Linked DNA regions of Zea mays: region 2 is linked to region 1. A link is a contact called in public Hi-C data. All regions are on one chromosome and are shown on one strand. The core of a region is the stretch at or near the end of the contact, and the rest is flanking DNA. Distances in the headings are between cores, read along the strand shown. Region 1 holds the start of LOC100282231. Region 2 holds the start of LOC100278572 (serine/threonine-protein kinase CTR1).

Region 1 (2,700 bases), core at 3-2,502:
GAGCTTTTGGTCCTGCAAAGACTACAGTGGGGATGCTCCATTACTATGTATTCGAAAAGGAAAAAGAAGAAGACTCTTTTGGCCCCGCGGAAAGTGCTGCGTGTATGTGCAATGCGGACATAAAAAAGTGACAAAGATGGCTACCGGACACTGAAAATGGTTTGGATTTGCTGGTGAACGCGGAAAACAGTGAGATGATTTATTCAAGGACATTTTATTTCTTATCAAATTCGCTGGTAGGGTAGACACCACGCCACGCCAAATAAAATATTCATTTCTAGCTTTGAAGCAAAGAGAGGAACAATGAAATAGGAGTATCAGTTTTGCCCGTCTCTGCCTTCATCCCACGTGGACCTCACGGTACTGCCAGTGGACCTGCCTGGCTTCGCGTTCCGGTATGGCGGTATGCGATGCGAGAAGGCAAGTTTGGTGCGCACGCTGGGCGCGTGCGTCATTTTCAACCTGGTAGACAACTTTACAAATATGATCCTATGCAGATAATTGAGGTCCGGATTGAGGCCAAGAACGATTCCAGCTAATCAATATTAGTACAAATAAGCTTATAACTATTCTAGCTGAAGGCTAGCTGAAACAGTTCTAATTAAACCGTTCCACATTAAACGAACATGCCCTAAGTAATTCAGTGGGAAAGGAGCGGTGAAGAACTTTTGCAACCCATCTCGAATGCTCCGTTAGCAATTTCCGAGTGGCAGCAGAGGTGAGAATCCACACAAACCAGAACTGGTCCAAGTGTCCAAGGGTCATCATCAAAGTAAAAAAAATCAAATAAGGAAGCGCGAAGGAACCAAGCGTCGAGCCGTCGACCTAGCACAATCTGAATCTGAAGGAGTGTTGCGTAGTAGCGAGAAAAGAGAGAGGAGAGGGGTGCGCACCGATGCCGGGATCCGTGTCAATGATGATCTTCATCTCCTCCCGCTCGTCGCTGCGGTGGTGGATCGGCCTCCGTCTCAGACTCTGATCGACCGTCTCCTTCCTCCCTCCCTCCTGTCGCGTCGATCCGTTGAGGCAGGCAGCAGGCGGACTGGACTAACTAGGTAATAGGGGAACGGAGTTGGTGGAGACGGCAATGATTGGCTGAACGGGTTGCGATTGCTAGGGAGGAGGAAACGTACGGATCGGAGAGGAGGAGGATGCGGCGGCCTCACTCGGTGCCGTGTCTCTCCCTGCTCGCTCGGCTCGATCAACAGGTAGGCAAAGGCAAGGCAAGGCATGTGGCCAACTGGCCAAGCACAGCTGCACACGAGGTGTGATATATACGACTGGGCATTGGGGTGTATCCGAAATTTCGGATCGAGTTGTTCGGGTTTTAAATAATTCGGATATTCAATAGGTAACCCCAAAATTGATCTGATTTTTTTCGGGTACCCGAAAATTCGGGTAAAAAATGGATTCGGGTTTGGATAATTTACAGTTACCTGATTTACAGGCAACAAGTAAACTGTAAACTGCATTACAGCCATCAAGGTTACAAGGACAATATGCAAACTGCAAACAACATGTTCACAAACATCTACAAGGCTATAAACAGCATTACAGGTTACAGGCTTACATGCTTATAGCCATCAAGGCAGCTAGATTAGGACAGATTCACAAACATGTTCACAAATTCTTGGGCTTTTTGTGATCTTGTAAGTTGCAGCCTCCAATCCTCTATAAACCATACACCATAGCATTCAATACATGTGGTTTGGTTGCAGCAACATAGGAACAGGATAGGATATCCTTAAGTAACACACACTCAAACAGTAAGCAACACAACATCTGCAAATTCTGCATGAACAAAGGATACCTGTGAGGCTGTGACTACACAAAGAACTTAAGGATAAAGTAAAACATAAGTGCTTTCAAACCTTAAGTAGCAGGTCTTTCATCAGATTTAGAGGAAGGGCATCTACTGCTGCTTGGTGTAGCTTGAGACTTGGAAGTGGTAGGATTTTCTTTCCCTTTCCCACCAAATTCTTCAATTAAATCTATTATAAAATGAATTCAACTAGTCAAATATGTAGTTAATATAACAATTACATGGATTACACTACAATGGTGAATATTGACTATATCTGCTTCAATCATGGCTAATTCCTCTATATTCTCTTGGATGTTGATTGGAGTAGTCCTTCTCAACCCGTCTTGGGTACATACAAGTGCCTCCAGCATGAAAGGAGTTAGCGATGTACCAAAGTCATCTAAGATATGTCCACTCGTGCTAAAAGCGGACTCCGCAGCCACTGTTGAGATAGGAATAGCAAGCACATCACGGGATCTTGGTGAAATGGTTCCACACATCTGATCTTGGTGCCATCTTCTTCCTTTCATGTTGTGCACAATCTTTGTCAAGGTCAACCACCTCTTGGTCAGTAGCCCCTTGTGATTGTGATGGTTGTGTTTGTGTCCCATCATTTTCTAGAGTGCCAGTGCCCACTGATTCCATACCCTTGTCCAATATGTCTTCAGGTTCAGGCATCTATTAAAAAGGAGGACACACAGTAAGTCAATAAGGAAGATGAATACATGATGCAAGGAAAACATCTCATGTGCAAGAAGGAAACACACAGTAAACATCTCATGTGTATCATACATCCTACCTTCACTGCTTCACACAAGAACACACTAGTATTTGTGTATTACCAATTCACACAAGAACACACTAGTACAAGAACACACTAGAATTAGTACCGTACG
Region 2 (2,700 bases), core at 44-2,543, 270 kb before region 1:
AGGGGTCCATCCCATGAATCAAGTAAAATCCATCTGGTATTGTGCTGTTGTATGATAGCGAACCATTTACCTAAAAAGGCATTAGGAACCAAGCATGAAAGCGAAATACAGGACGGCTACAAACAACACAAATACAACAATAAGATTTGTCTCAATAGGTAGTACATAGAATTCCAATTGCACATATATAAATGTATCTTTGGTGGTGTTTGATACACTGACATACTGTATGATTTCATTTTACACGAGTCCAGCTGCAATCCAAACATAAGATGTGGTAAGCATGAACTGCAGTATGATCTACCAAGTCAAGTAACTGAACCTAAGGCTTTTGTTTGCAGGTTAATTAATGGTTTGTTCAGCACAGTTTGTGACCAACTGACCATGTTGCAGCATTCTGAAATTTGGATTTCTCATAAAGAGAGAAACACAAAGGAAGGGAAGGTATGCTGAGAGTACCCAGAAGCGATGCGAGAGCGACTCCGCAGAGGGCGCGGGCTGCGCGAGCGGGAAGGCTCTCCCGTTACCGCTGCCCCTCCCGCTTCCTGAATCGCCTGGGTCGAGGAAGCCCGGGTCGGCAGCGCACGCAGCATCGGCGCAGAGGCGGAGCGCGAGCGCGAGCTGCAGCTGGTAGGTCTCCTCGGCCTGCTGCGCCCAGCTCTTGCAGGGCGAGCCAGCCGCCCCGGGAGGCGCCGCTGCCGATCCGGGCGGCGCGACCCCCGCGGCCGAGGCGGGGGGTTGTAAGTGGAATGGGTAGTCGCTGGAGGTGGAGATAGAGCTGCCGGCGCCGTAGCTGCTGCCGCTGGACTGGCGCTGCAGGATGTTGGCGGGGGCGGGAGCAGGTGCGGCGGCGTCGTCGGGGAACTGTGGGAGGAGGGAGTAGGTGGTGCGACGGCCGGCGCCCGGGGGCAGGTCCATGGCCGGGCAGGCCGGCGAAACCAAACCCTAGCGTCGGCGTGGCTCGTCGTCCGGGTCCGCTCCCCTGAAAGAGCAGGCGGTTAGTTTTTGGTGGCAATTGGCGGGTGGGCGGGGCTTAGACCAAGTCGCCGTCGACGTCTCGTCGGTAGTAGGGTGAGGGTAGCAGTAGCAACTTGCAAGGAGGCAGCCGCTTGTCTAGCGCGACTGCGCGAGGAAAGAGAGCCGCTGTGCGAATGCTCGCTAGTCGCTACGCTGCTTCGAGCGGTGGGCGTGTCCGCGTGGGCCGTGGAGGCGACAACGCGCGTGGCTGCGGATAGGAGCAGTGGCCACACAGAGTGACAAACAGCAGCCGAGAAAACGAACCAGACCGCCCGCCGCCAGAGACGGCCTGCATGGGCATGGCTATTTACAGAGTTAAGGTCAGCGCAGTCATGGCCGAAAACGAGCCTGCTCGGTCAGCTCGGCATTGTATGAGGCTATGAGCTAAGAATAAGGTTCGGGAGCCGTAACCGATAAATATTATTATATTATAAATATTTAAAAATATATAAATATGGAATATACAATCATCATTCAATATTATAATTAATCTAAATTATAAAATTACATAAATCCATCATCAAAAGCTAAGAAACAATCATACTATTATAGAAGTATTCAATATCCATTACTATTTTGTAGATTAATTAATTTAGTATAACTCGCGAGCCCACCTCGGAGCATCAACTTCTGCGTACCAGGACGCTCCCAGTTCCAAGGGGCAGGGCGACCTGACAATGACAATGGCGAACAAGGCTAGACATGCCAACATCCCAACAGAAACTAACCTTTGAATTAATGACAATGCTATTCTAGATTATCCTATTGTTGGTACCTCGGAGCATCAACTTCTGTGTACCAAGACAAAAGGCAGCATGTGTGTTGGATCAAAATATTAGCGCAAGGAAAAAATCAAATGTAGTTGATTAAAGGATAAAACTGATAATCAGATGATCGGGAATAGCATTGTCATTAATTCAGAGGTCAGTTTTTGTTGGACTGTTGACATGTCTATCCATGTTCGTCATTGTCATTGTCCGATCGCCCTGGCCCCTGGTACTGGGAGCAGCCTGGGATCCAAGATCCATCCATCCCCGTGTATATTCAAAAAACACAAAAAGAGTTGTATGATAGTTGAATATGCATGTATATTCAATTGCATGCATTATACACGATATATGTGAATGGTAGAGCGTCCGATAGGGCAATGTATTTTTCTAGTAGGTTAAAATATGTGCATTTATGTGCCTATGGGTATACCCGCGGGTAGCGAGTATTGGTAGGATATTGTACCCATCGCGGGTAGTGTGTGCATGTACATATTTGGTATTAACCTCGCAGTTACGAGTTTGTAAACCCTACACCCACGAGTTTCGTTGTCATCCCTAGCCTTGGCTAGACATTTCGAGCTCAACCGGGCAACCAGAGTGACGATGCCTCCCCACCAATCATGATTAGTCTAACGGGTGGGCATCATGTGGTCGGTACCGATTGTGTCGACCTCTTGGTCCGTTTATTCGTTCGATGGGTTTATTGATTGGTTGGTCTAATTGATACCAACCATATTGAAGTTGATGTTGCTCAGTATTGACCGATCAACACTGACTAGTGTGTAGGACGATCTAGTTGGTACTGTCTCAAACCAATATCGATTTTGGTCAACTTTTAGCAACGTGATATGTTCTAGTTGGTCCACACATGTGCCATGTCAGTTAGATATTTTTAAATCTTTGGGACATTTCC

What was found. A called contact is a pair of places that touch in the nucleus more often than the background predicts.
Region 2: a contact with region 1 is called in a Hi-C map of endosperm, with 3 times the contacts expected there. The contact joins the promoter of LOC100278572 here to the promoter of LOC100282231 in region 1. A contact is called at or near these places in 2 of 25 Hi-C or Micro-C datasets (endosperm and tassel).

Annotation. Positions count from the first base shown.
Region 1 is chr2:169,854,787-169,857,486 of Zm-B73-REFERENCE-NAM-5.0, reverse strand. It overlaps LOC100282231, which reads right to left and starts at 1,252. Exons shown (of 9, transcript NM_001412096.1): 1 at 894-1,252. The coding sequence starts at 927.
Region 2 is chr2:170,129,321-170,132,020 of Zm-B73-REFERENCE-NAM-5.0, reverse strand. It overlaps LOC100278572 (serine/threonine-protein kinase CTR1), which reads right to left and starts at 1,293. Exons shown (of 17, transcript XM_034059670.2): 1 at 460-1,293; 2 at 1-70. The coding sequence starts at 918.